Linked DNA regions of Zea mays: all the other regions are linked to region 1. The links are chromatin contacts, called in public Hi-C maps. All regions are on one chromosome and are shown on one strand. The core of a region is the stretch at or near the end of the contact, and the rest is flanking DNA. Distances in the headings are between cores, read along the strand shown.

The links. A called contact is a pair of places that touch in the nucleus more often than the background predicts.
Region 2: a contact with region 1 is called in a Hi-C map of endosperm, with 1.7 times the contacts expected there. The contact joins the enhancer-like site here to the promoter of LOC103631673 in region 1. A contact is called at or near these places in 2 of 25 Hi-C or Micro-C datasets (endosperm and leaf).
Region 3: a contact with region 1 is called in a Hi-C map of bundle sheath, with 1.8 times the contacts expected there. The contact joins the promoter of LOC100384051 here to the promoter of LOC103631673 in region 1. A contact is called at or near these places in 4 of 25 Hi-C or Micro-C datasets (bundle sheath, ear, endosperm and 1 more).

The regions. Positions count from the first base shown.
Region 1 is chr1:7,650,858-7,655,383 of Zm-B73-REFERENCE-NAM-5.0, forward strand. It overlaps LOC103631673 (probable serine acetyltransferase 2), which reads right to left and starts at 2,196. Exons shown (of 11, transcript XR_004852616.1): 1 at 1,569-2,196; 2 at 508-705; 3 at 341-400; 4 at 33-128.
Region 2 is chr1:7,903,714-7,908,239 of Zm-B73-REFERENCE-NAM-5.0, forward strand. No RefSeq gene overlaps it. Among protein-coding and RNA genes, the nearest start is that of LOC115032970, 5.9 kb to the right of the region's middle. Within about 2 kb of position 2,763, at least 20 of the 20 cell types and tissues checked have an H3K27ac peak or open chromatin away from gene starts, as enhancers often do. A contact at or near this core is called in endosperm and leaf, where this site is marked.
Region 3 is chr1:7,505,154-7,509,679 of Zm-B73-REFERENCE-NAM-5.0, forward strand. It overlaps LOC100384051, which reads left to right and starts at 1,971. Exons shown (of 4, transcript NM_001176655.1): 1 at 1,971-2,688; 2 at 3,531-3,651; 3 at 3,745-3,932; 4 at 4,018-4,301. The coding sequence starts at 2,022. The coding sequence ends at 4,112. It overlaps LOC100383521 (putative AMP-dependent synthetase and ligase superfamily protein), which reads right to left. Exons shown (of 2, transcript NM_001176169.1): 2 at 4,254-4,526. The coding sequence ends at 4,472.

The DNA of each region.
Region 1 (4,526 bases), core at 946-3,445:
ACCTATCTGCTGATTAAGAAATCATGCTTCACCTCACTAATACGGCTTTGCAGTGCCAATGCCAAAACTTTGCGTCCCTGGTTCCATAATATATTGGCTATCCTGTATGATTGCAACGATTGGTAGCCCTGAAAACAGCGTACAAGCAACATGACAAGACACTGGACATCAGGGTCATATATGTTTTTGTAAGAAGTAGAGGATAAACCAATGTCAGAAACATGTAAACAAGCTACAGAAGGGGGCCAAAGGCAATTCAACCCTACACTACAAAGTAAAATGAGCAACCAAATTCTCCCTGCTCAGACAACATCCTGGAATGGATATCATAAATACGCACCTTTAAGTATAACAGTGCCCAACTATATTGGGCACAAGCTGGATCTCTATCTTTGAAAGCCTGAATTAGCAAAGCAGTTCCCATAGTTATCAATTCCCACAGGATGGTGTAGAAGAATAAATCATAAACAAAAAACAAAATGGGTTAGCTGAATAATAGTGACTCACCTGAGCATCAAGGCGAATGGAGCGGCATATATCTTTGTTATTCAGCATGACATCGTTAAAAATATCGATTAGCTGAGTAGCAAGCAATGTTGGATCTTCAAGCCTATTTGCAAGGACGAAGCTCAATGCACGCTCTAGGCAATCATGAGACAGCACACTGGCATACAAGAAGCTACTCAAAATAGGTTCCTTTTCTGCCTGTGGAGCATGACCATCAGTCCATCACACTGCCGGCCATCAGTTTACCAATATAACAGTAAAACTATGACAAACATGACCATGCATAAAGAGGTGAGACCGTGAGAGTATAGCATTAGACTAGTATGAGTAAAAAAACATCAAGCTTCCTACATATTTTAAAAAAAATACAGGGGTTGTTATTTCATCTATTAGGTAGACATAAAACTGAAGTAGACTGTAGTTATGCTTAATGTTAGTTGCATTGAACTGGATTTTGTTACTGCTTTTGAAGCTTAACTGAGCAAAGCTTCCTACATAATACATGCAAGAGATGCAACTTCACATGACTTTTTGGCAGAAACAGATCACAGCATCATCCAAATTGAGTTGCCAGCAAATTATTCTTTGTTTTATCTAGTGTTGTGTTACAAACACAATGGCATGGGGACATATATAGTTAGAAAATAATTCACCTAGTTTGAAATCCAATCCATTTTTGGCCTCTTGATTTCCATGGATAAGCTGAAACCACGACTATTACACACTCCAACCAATAGTTTTAAAGGCAGTTCCTTTTGTCACATCAACTAAGTTTAGCCAATAAATTATCGTGACCAATCCACTCTACCGTTGAGGTAAAGAAGGAAAAAAGATCAAATACTCTAGGTTACTAGTAGTATACTAGCGCGTTGCCACCAGAAACGAAAATATAGTCAAGCGGGTTCTTAAAAAGATGCCCAAAAAACCAAGAAAACTGATGGCAATTAAAAGCCACTCAAAACAAACATAGCTTTAATTCATCATCTTCATGGCACAAACAAAAGCGCAAGCTGCGATCCATTCCAACAAATACTCCAACCGAGGTCCGGAAGCATACTCACCTCAGACTTGGCCTCCGCCTTGACGGCAACCCATATGGGGTCCTCGGGGGAGTCGACTATGCCGCGCGCCGCCGCCACGGTGCTCTCCCGCGAGCTCCCCATCACGTAGATGGGGAAGATGGCCTCTGACCGGCCCCGCCAGTCCCCAGCGCACGAGCCGCACCAGGCGCCGGCACCGGCGCCCGGCGCGGCCTTCACCCTCGTCTTCGCCGACGCGTCGCCCTCCACCTTCTCGAGCATCAGACACCCGCAGGACGTCATGGGGGTCGAGCAGCGATGCCCGGAGCCTCCCTGATCCTAGGGTTTCGTTCGCCCTGCGGCGACCCGACGCGGCGAGCCGAGCGCGTGCGCTTGGCGCTTGCGGCGAGGCAGGCGGGACGGGCGGGCAGGTGAGAGCGCAAAGAGGCAAAGGCGCACACAGTGGAGTAGAAAAAAGAGCGGTTGGGAGCAAAGTGAATCGACGGGAGCCCGAGACGGCCACTGAGTGCGGGGAGACGCCGTACGGGGATGCGTGTTCGGGGCGGCCGGCTGGGCGGTTATGGTGAGGGTTTTGGCGCCTTGTGTATTTTGCTGTCTGGTGACGGCTTTTCGCCGGGATTTTGCGGCGGTCGGTGGGGACCGAGCCGGGCGGCGGCGGGGGACGTGAATGGACTGCAACGGGCCTACGGCATCCACGGCTTTGCTTTGCCCTCTGCTACGCCTTTCGGCCGGGCCCCGGGCGGCGGGCGCGGACGGTGGCGAGGCGTCCGCGGGTCGGTGGACGGGGCTCGGAACGTGTGGGTGTGGTGCGCGGAAACGCTGCGCGCTCGTGGCCGTGGACGTGGATGCTGCCATGCTGGAGGCTGAAGCTGGAACGGGCGCGCCGGCGTGGGCCTGGGCTGCGTGCTTCATGCCGTCTGACTGAGGGGGTGTTTGGTTACCCAAAACTAAAATTTAGCCTCTGTCCCATCGAATGTTTGAACCTCCGTTCCGGGTATTAAATGTAGTCGGATTATAAAACTAATTTGTCAGCCGAAAATTAAAAGACGAGACGAATCTAGTCCAGTTGGTTGGGTCTATATTTCATACTCCTATTTAAAAGTCAAACGCTTGATGTGACCCGGGCTAAACTTTAGCAGGAGCAACCAAACACCCCCTGAGGATGGTGGGGAAATTCTGAGCAGGAAGGTATTCAGCCTAGAGGCTAGATCCCATGCTGAGTACACAACTTTTTTACAACTTTTTTTACATACTGTGTGTTGGGACGATATATAAATCTTTGGTAAAATATTAACATACAATAATTAAATATAAATACTCGACGACCGGTGAGTCAGAGGCCAACAGGATGGCTTGCTCGACGTCCTCTGAATCCTCTATGATGATGTGGAAGAATCTGGATGAGGGAGAATGCAACATGAAGGATGAGAAGAAAATGCTAGTGGTTGTTGCTTAGCTATGCATGCAAGAGATAAGTATTATCGTATTTAGTTATTAGGCGAGATATGGGTAGAAAAAATATATCTATGTGTTTCGAGCGTAACACAAGACGATGAAATTCGTGCGATATAAAGATAAAGATATTTAGACCATAAGTTAGATTATAAAGAAGTATAAAAACTTTTTTAATAGAAGGGACGACGATAGAAATCAGAAAAAAAAACTTATGTTTTTATTGGAGTAGAGATATTGTGCCTGTTTATTTTTTTGCTTCTCCCCATCACGCTTAAATTCTAAAAAAATAAAAGATACTCACGAGTATTCGATTCTCACATATTAGCTCAGCGAGCGAATTGTTGATTGTGTGAGACGAGAAATAATTTAGACATTTAACAGAATTTTCACTTATTTTCGGGGCCGTACCTAGGGGGTGCCACTGGTGCGGCCGCACCGGGCCCCTTAGCCACTGGACGCTAGCATTTTTTTCTGTTAAACCTATCTACTCTAGACACAAATACGCAAAGTGTAATGCGCTATCGATCATTCTCGTTTAGATTATTAAACTAATGTCTTAATTAATTATCGAATACTCCATTCGTTTCAAAATAGTATTTGTTTTAGCTCTTGATTTTTATATTTATATTCAACTAGATGATGATGAATCCACTAAAGAAGCAAAACAAATTCTATTTTAATATAGAGAGATTACTATTTATTATACATATGATGGTTGCATCGACAGAGAGAAGCTTTTAAAATTGAAATATTTTTTGAACTATTTATAGTCAACAATAACTTAAGAGAGGTTAAATGGCTTGGCGATTCTATATATCGAAAAAAAGTTATTGGATGAGATTGGTCTCATTGATATAAGCGATGACTTTGTATCATAAAATGTTAAAAGATATTTTAACGATATCAGATACCAAGTAAGTGTTTTTGCTATATTTTACATTTGTTATCTTATAAACTTTAAAATAGTGCATAATAATTTTTATACGTCAAATATTCGATATTATATATATATAATTATTTTATATATGTTTGGGTGTAGATGGGTCCTCTATATCGGATTTCGCACTGGGCCCCTGAAAAGTCAGGAACAACCCTGCTTATTTTCGTCCATAAGTGGATTATAAGCGAAACCAGACACACTAGAGATGGCAATGGGTACCCGAAACCCGAAACCCGATGGGTTTTTACCCCATTAGGGTACGGGTTTGGGTCAATTTTCATACCCATGGGTTTGTTAACGGGAATAAATCTGTACCCAGCGGGTTTATGGGTACGGGTTTGTTCCTATAGTACCCAAACCCGTGAACCCGTGGGTTTTTTAAACCCGACCAAACCTAGTGCATATTGTCATTTTATTTTATAAACGAACAACAAACTTGTTATTCCTTATTTACTTCATATTTTTTTATCAATTGGTGAATGTATCAGTAGTCGGTGAGAGTGTTGCTTGCTTGATATTATAGTTTTTACTAGTGTTATATATGTGGTGGATGGATAACTTAGTGCAAGGTCACTTAATTATAC
Region 2 (4,526 bases), core at 1,513-4,012, 250 kb after region 1:
AGAATCACATTTTTGTGATCATTATTCTAATTACTATAACTTTTGGAAAGAAAACTCAATTTCATTGTTTAATCAAAACCCTACATAAAGTACCATAAACTCAACATGCAATATTTTTAAACTGTAGATCCATTCCATAGAAATATCATGAAATTTGTTTCACTAGTTTTGGTGCCTTAAAACTCAAGTTATGATTTTCCAAAGCGTTCCTGCGGATTAGACTGAAAAGAAGAAAAGGAAAAGGAAAAAACACTTTGAGGGAAAACTCCTGAGTTTTTACCAAAAACAGATCCTCATGCTTAGGTCCTCGGGCACTATTCCCTTGTGTCTATGACGCATTTTTTTTTAAAAAAACCTCCCCTTTCCTCTATTCAAACTTGGAACCCTTTTCTCTATTCAAACCTGGAAAGGGAGAGGGTGATAGGGTGCAAGGTGAAATGGAGTAGGCATGGCTGAGGGTGTGTCCACACGCGAGGGACAAGGTGTGGCGCGTGCTAGAGCTCGACGGCCATGCGTCCCGGCGCTTGCCACTTGGCTGACGCTATCTGCTGAATTTCGAACGCGAAAAAGACAAGGAAAACAGACGCCCCTCGTATTGGTCATTGTAGTAAAGTTATTCTCCACTTTATTGGCTATAACTTTGTTATAGGGCTCAGACTAATTAGCAGGATGGTTAAAGAGTTAATGACCCTCAAAGATTGGTTTGTCATTGTTACCGATTTCGATGGAAACTGATGACAAACCTTGTCAACGCAATTCAAACACGTGTCAACTTTTTACATGGCGTGCCTTAAGTAATTATCTACAACTTTCATATTTGGAGTTAATCAATTTGATGCTTATTTCTTGCTGAACATGATAAGGTTTAGAATTACGTGTAGAGTTGACCTAGGAAAATTTCAGATTTTCTTTATTTCGTTTAACCAACTTCTTAAGTTTTTGTCAACACTTGGCCATCTCTTCTTAGCTTGGGTCCACAACAAAGTGGTATATTAAAATGTTAATTACCTACCTCTTTTATTTTGGTTCTTGGTAACACCTTTATCAAGCAAAAACCCAAACTAGATCACACACATAACTTATAAAGTAAACAAGTCATCATCATTTGTGCTAAGTAGTTGAAAAGCTACCTCAAACAAAACTAGTTCACTTTAGGTTGGTTTAGCTACACACTCGATTACTCTTTAATGGCATAAGATTCTAGAACATAAGTTTCTAGTATTTCAAGCACATTTGCAAACCACATAAAATGATAAGTAATTCATGAATTAGATTCAAGTTATGAATAACTAATGATGCTCATGATGATATTTTTCATGATGCATAGGCGATGTATAAGCATGCTTAACACCAGAGGTGTTACACCAGCCACCCCGGAAGAAGCTGATTCGCATAAGGCAATTGTGCCTGCGTCAACTGAAGATACAAGCCTAAGTACTCCTTTGCCTTCGGGAAAAGATTCTAGGGACACTTCAACACCCGCATCTATGACAGAGGCACACCGGAGATGACTTCGGATAATGGCATGGAAGCCATGACAATTGATGAACCGAAGAAGTCAGATGAGGAGAAGATACCAAAGAAGGGAAGTCCTTTAGAACACAGCAAGAGTGTTCGCAGAGTAGAGTTTGAATATAGATATGGAGATGCATAAGCTGCTGGAGATAGCTTTATTTCTAGTTCTCCGCTAAAAGTAGTTAATTAGAAATATATCACTTCAATTTAAAAAATAGAAATTAATTTATTTTCATACCACTATATGACATCAAAATAAGTTGAACGTCTAATTTTGTAAAGGCTAAGTAACATTATATAATTAATACTAAAAAGAATACGGTTTTAAATCTAGTGAAAGTTAAACTATCTTAAATTTAGTTAGATGTATAAAAATAACATGTATGACTCTAAACATATATAGTACAAATATCTTTCTCGAAATATGATTAGATTCGTTTAGTATAATAAGTATTAATACTTTTTATGATCAGTTTTAAAATTAGATGACTTCATAATATTTTAGAAATTTATTATATACTCTTTCACAACATCAATTTCATGTGTCGTGTGTCACGTCTCTACTCCTTTAAAACACAAGTTTTATGTGTCGTACGTCGTGCATCACGTGTGAAGTGTATAGATATATTCCTCTCTCTCCCACTTTTCGCCAAACAATGGGCCCAATGGGCTCTTAAACCACAGATAGGCCATGAGAAATCACTCAAGTCCAACACGATAAGAAGCCACACGCAGCGCAACGTTCCCAAATATGATTAGATGCGTACAGTATAATAAGTATTAATACTTTTTATGATTCTATTTTGTTTGAAGTCGACAGTTGAGGAGACTAGAGTAAGCTTTTAAATTATCTCCAGCAGCTTATCCATACTCATACACATATAAAACTTCACTCTGCGAACAGTGTACAAACAGTACAAAATAGTGTTTTACGTAAACTATGGATAGACTGTTGGACACGGTCTTAAAGCAAGTTTATAACACAAAGACATGTTCAGCAATTCAACTAAGCTAATGAACATGGGTAAAAATGACATTGATAATTCAGCTGGCGCAACTAAAATCGCCGACAACAGTTGGCGGTTTTAAGAAAAAATGCCAAGTCAAAAGGTAACTGGCAGCGATTTATTTTTGGAATAAAAAATTTAAAAACAGAAAATAAAATATAAACCACACAACACAACACACTCAGCGTGGGCCTTGCATCTGTCCAATGCTACATAGGCCCAAGACTCATCGCCAAGTTTGGGCAGGCCCCAAACAAACAACACTAACCTATGGAAATAAACTGGGCCGTGCGCGGTCCAGGAGGTTGGCTTTGCTCAAAAAAAAAAACAAGAAGGCATCACAATCACATCAGATCTGGCCACTGTCGTGAGCCGTGCAGCAGCTCGCCTTGGGCGGTTGGGTCTGGTTGGTCTTCGACCACGCAAGCCGCAGCACCGCCGGCTAATCACAGCAGGGACAGGGCTGGGGGACGACCGGCGCGCGTACGACGGCATGGGACGGTGGCGCGACCGGCCGGGCAGGCACGCCGCATGCATTAACGCCGCGCGCGGGAGGAGCGGAGCGGAGGACGCCTCGCCGGGCCCAGGCGCCCAGCCCAGAGCGGCCGGTGCGTGGCAGGACGAGATTCCCGCGGCCGGCCTCGCATTAAACTTGGCCGCGCCCGGCCTGCAACCGCGAGGTGAGGGGAGGACCGGAGGACCCTCTCCCTGCGTCTGCCTGCATGTGCACCGGGCACCGTGTGCTCGCCTGCCTGGCGGTGCAGCCACCTGCCGTCGCCTTGTCTCTTTTTTGTCTCGCTACTAGGCAGCTGTTTGTTCGCGTTCGTCGTCCGTCCGTCCGCCCGGCTCCGGCTCCGGCTCCGGCCGGCGCGGCGCCAATTGAAGACGCACGCCCCGCCGCACTGTACATAGACCCATCCATCCATCCTGCAGTAACGAGGCGCCCACGCACAGTGCCGGATGCCTTTCTTGGCCGCCTCGCTGCCGAGAAAGTAGAGTAGTCCCATGTTTGTCGTCCACAGGTCCAGGGACTAGCTAGATGCGCACTGTAGCCACTAGCCACTAATCACGCACAGTAGTTGGTTATAAAAGCCGATGCAAACACGTGAACATGGACAAACTTTAATTTTCGATGTTTCGTCTTCGGCGATCAAGGCAGTACGTGCGCTCCAGGACATACACAAATAATTTGTACCCACGAGATATCATATGAGTCCATGCATGTGTGAATATGACCCCAAGAGTAAAGTAGACTCAAACATTGTACCTCACGATATCAACATATATTGATCATCAGATTTGGCACCTAGACGGTCGGTTCAGCCTTATCCTAGACGGTCCACGCTCGGATGGTCCGACGTGTTACCCGAGACGATCCGTAAATAGATTAATTTAGGCTAGAGTTCTTATCTTTTGTGGGGTTATCCTAATAACTCGCGAGAAACTGTTTGATTTTGCTTAGTAATGGGTCCGAACCTACTATATATATTTGAAAGGGTACGACCGATTCAAGAAACCAACAATGGATCTACAAATCACTTTTATCTCATTTATCTTATGCATTAGCCTTAGGAGTAGTTCTAGCCATAGTTTAGCCCTAGTTATAGTTTCCCAACTTCGATCTTCTCCTCTCTTTAACTCTATGTCGTCTAGAGACCCTTTGGATGGCCTGTCGATCCCAAGGCAACCCTAAGATTCTTCCTCCCCGCGGTCAGGGTCCCTCCTGAAAGGCAGGATCTAGGTTCTTCCCGAAGCTCTTTGCGCCATCGCAAATGGTCCGTTGACCTTCCGCGGACGGTCCGCTACCATTAATATTTGGCCCAAAAAGGTGCCAACATATTTTTTGGCGGCTCTGCTAGGACAGAAAATTAGATCTATTAGATCGACCATGATGGTCGGTTCCAAAGATCACATTGGTGACTCTCAAGACAACATCGTTAGGCTGACTCTTGAGAGTTTGTCAACCGATGAGCAAAGACAATTTGAAGATCTCATGAGCCAGAC
Region 3 (4,526 bases), core at 721-3,220, 150 kb before region 1:
TGGCATGTATGTCCTGGCGGTGAACGTAAGATCCATCACCACTAAATACTGTATGTGCACCACATTGTTCTCGTATGTATGCTAGTAACTAAGCTGTGGTACTCCCTCCAACTGCAAAAACATAATGCATTTTTAGAATATGCTAATCATTTTCTATGTAGGACCATCATCACTGAAAACATTTAGGTTTGCCGCTTGATGTTTTTAATGGTAGTTGCATTTTATGCTAGAATATGATAGTCCTTATAACTTGTTGGTCTCGCTTGAAGACCTTGCCAATGTCCAGAGATGTTTTGAAATCTAGGCGAGAGCATATCAACATAGCTTTATATCATGTATACTTTTTGAAATGTGCTACAGCCTTTTATCATCCCATTGAGATGGTGCTGGACCCCACTACTTTATGATGGAGATATAAAGCAGTATCATCTTTTGCTTGGAATAATATGTAGGCTGATAACTTCGCTCGTGTTGAAACTTTCAGGTTGGTCAAGAACCTGGGGAGAAGAACACTTTGGTAACGGGTACGTGACATAATAATGTTCTGGTGTAGCACAGCACGTATTATTTGACTGGAACCTGGGCTGTATTTAGACTGCAGACTTTTCAAACATCTTATCGGTGTATTTTAGTCCCTGTTTGTTTCCTTCTAGGATTATATAATCCAGCTTATGGATTATATAAGCACCGATTGACCTGCTTATAGATTATCATAATCTAAGGTATCTAGATTACATAATCCACCGAATAATCTGTGTTGTTTGTTTACCTCTCAACTTATTTAAGCTGTATTATATAATCTAGAGGGTAAGCAAACATGGCCGGAGTGCAGAATTTTCCCGGCATCATCATGCAAATGATTTTATCTTACATATTGATACTAGTAGTAAATCGTTTTGGAGTCGACTATTCTGTCGCTAATTCTGCTACTTCAAAACTAAACCATATATCTCTGTCTGGATTTCAGAAAAGTCCACAAGTATGGAAAGAGCACAACCGGCGAGAGGTGGGACTTGGTAGTCGACGAGGAGACATACTACGAGTAAGACTTTCTGTTCCGGCGATCGATTCCCTGAAACGTCTCCTCGACGCTAAAATCGCTTCTGAATCTCACTGTCACCGGACTGCAAACATTTGAACCAGGGCGGAGCCCCATTACGGATGGGCCGATGTCGTCGGAGACTCGACGCAGCTGCTGTCCATACAGCCCGTGGAGAGGCCACCCGGCGTGTTCCCGGCCATCGACTTCAGCTCCGCGCCGCCGCCGAAGGACGCTCCGCCGGGCATGCCCCCTTCTCCTCTGGACTGAGTGAATTAGGCCTGCCAGCACAGACGGATTTTTCTGTCTATATAGGCTCCAGATTTTGCCTGTAAGGGAACAGCATTCTTTGTAGGAAGTTGACGGAACCCCGTTCCTGCGTTCATTGGTTGGCTCATTCTTTGCTACGCATTCCTTTCCTCTGGCTGGGATATATATATATTTTGCTTGGGAACTGGGTGGATGCAATAATCAAACGGCGCCCGTGGTTGTGTGTGTTGCCCCTGTCCCCCTATGTGCTTGCAACTTGGTCTGAAGGCAGTGTGGTCTGGGCAAAGCTTTCCACAGCACGAACGAACGCGCTTGAGCTCAGTGCGCGTCCGCGTGATGTCTACAAGTCCACCTCGGGTCGTTGGAAACTCTGGCCATTTTCCTCGCGTCCAAGGTCTAGCCAACCTGTCCGGGTCGCCGGTCGACGCCCCAGGCCAGGGCCAGGCCATCACCGATAGATACACACCCATCAGAACCCGGAACTAGTGCGACTAGGCCACTCGATCCACCACAAACTCGTCGCATTTTCCCTGCCGGGGCTCCACATGAATGATTTTTTTGCAGTCCCTCCATTTTTCATTCATACGGAGGGGGTCCACACTGCGAGCATTTAAGCCCATTCGCGTCCCGTCCCGTCAAACAAGCACTCAAACCTCCCTCCCAAGCCCTCTTTTTTCCCTCGCCGCGGCGCAGGCAGAGCAGAGGCACTAGCATGTCGCCGTTCGCCGCCCGCGTGGCCTCCTTGGCCGCGCTGCTGCTCGCCCTCCTGCTCGCGGCGCCGGCCTCGGCCGCCAACTTCACCTGCGCCACAGTGGGCAAAACGTGCCAGTCGGCGATCGGGTACGCGGTGCCCAACGCGACCACGTACGGGGAGCTGGTGGCGCGGTTCAACGCCACCACGACGCTGGCGGAGCTGCTGGGCGCCAACGGCCTCCCCGCCACGACGCCGGCCTCGACGCCGCTGGCGGCCAAGGCCACGGTGCGCGTGCCGTTCCGGTGCCGGTGCGGGAGCAACGGCGTGGGGCAGTCGGACGGGGGACCCTTCTACGTGGTGTACCCGCTGGACGGGCTGGACCACATCGCGCGGGAGGTGTTCGGCGGCTTCGTCACCTACCAGGAGATCGCCACCGCCAACAACATCACCAACGTCAACCTCATCGTCGTCGGGCAGAAGCTCAGGATCCCGCTGCCCTGCACCTGCGACCAGGTGGACGGCGCCGACGTCATGCACTTCGCCTACAGCGTCGCCAAGGGGGACGACCCGCCCGGCATCGCCGCCAGGTTCGGGGTCACCGAGACCACGCTGCTGAGTGTGAATAAGATCACCGACCCCAAGACCAGCCTGCAGCAGGGGCAGATCCTGGATGTCCCCCTCCCTGGTAAGCGTCTTCCTCTTCCTCTTCCTCTTCTTACGCCGCAATCCATACCTAGTTGTGAATTGTGAGGACGATGGAGTGAATAATGCTTGTAGCTCTGCTTAGGACGTACTACGAGACATAGAAGTGGTGGATTTTTTTTTCTAGTTACAGAAGAAAGATGACTTGATATCAGACTGGGAAGCATATGGATGAGCTGTTAGATTCCTCTTATGTGACATAGGTCTGCTAAATGCCCAAATCAAATGCAGGTCTCAAATGGCATACCACTATTGTGTAGACAATTGGACTCAACGATGGTTCCCTTGGGTTGGGTGGAGACTGGAGACTCTTTTTTTTTTAAAAAAGAAAGAAAGAAAGATCTGTTATTGACGACTTGGTGAGCTTGACAAGTTTGTTGCCCCATGGATGCTCCAGTTGTTCAGAGACTTGGTGAGTGAGACCACCATCTTGGACGGTGTGGTGGAGCGTTTAGACAAGTCGCTATCGGTTCATCCTGCGCGCTAGGACAAGTCCACCGATTTGAATTATTCAAGAAACCACAGCTCATATTCGTCCTAAGAGATCAACTTTTCATTCATAATCTGTTATACGTTGCTATCACCGTGCGAATTGTCTGACTCCGTGTCTGAACCCTAATGAACATGCTATTAGCACAGGACCGCTCACAAGTCTCCGTGCAGTTTACTTTTTTGACTATTACCATAGATACTTGGCCACATCCTTTTTGACTACTGCTTCATTATCCCTCTGTTTACTTTTTTGTTCTATGGTAATAGCAAAAGTGATCTCGCAGTCCCGTCTCCCGTCAGTACTGACTGTTCGTGCAAATTCTGTGCTTCCAGTGTGCAAGTCATCGGTCGGCAACGCCTCGGCTGACTACAACCTGCTCGTCCCGAACGGCACCTACGTGCTCACCGCCGACGACTGCATCCAGTGCAGCTGCAGCGCGAGCAACTACGAGCAGTAAGCTCCAGTCTTTCAGCTCTGCCGTCTCTTTTCATCGGCGACGGCACGGCGACTCACAGTTGTTTCCCTTTCCCGTGTGATGATTGCCAGTCTAGACTGCACTCCGGTGAAAGGCGGAAGGTGCCCGGCGGTGCCGCCGTGCAGTGGAGGCCTGACGCTCGGGCAGGTCAACGGCACCGGTTGCGCGTCCAGGATGTGCGCTTACAGCGGTTATACCAACACCACGTCCCTCACCATACATACCAGCCTTGTGCCTGCAAATGAGACTGCGTGCCAGAGTGAGTGACGCCCTGCAACTCTGCATCCGCTAACAATCTGTGTGCCTGATAGGTTTCTGATGGTTGGGTTCTTTTGGTCTTTCAGACGGAGGAGCTGCGAGAGCGGAGTTTGCCGGGTCCGTGTTGAGGACGTCTCTCATCGCCTTCCTCATGTCGCTGATCCTCATCTGCTTGCTATAGACGTTAGAACAGTAGATGGTGTATTATATGCCACTGTGAGATACTCAGATTGCTGTTGTGGTCTATTCATTGGCGATTGGTCTAGCTGTTTGAATAAAGCAAACATTAAAGTTTGCATCTGTGAGTGAATACGTATTTATTAGAATTGGGATGATCCAATAAAGCATTCCATGAATGGCCAAGTCCTGCAATACTATTTCACCGTACAGGTCCATGTGCAACGTGGTGGCTGTGAAAGCACGAGGGCATGACTGAATGCTGCCCCTTGATCGATGATGGCTAAGCGTAGTTGACCAAGATAAAACTATCAGCAGGCTGCCAGGAATGCAGCCAGTGGACTGTTCCCAGCAACAGGTCAACTAGAGCCTGCTTCGATCTGGCTTGCGCAGGCCTCCCATGGCCCTCGCCTTCTCC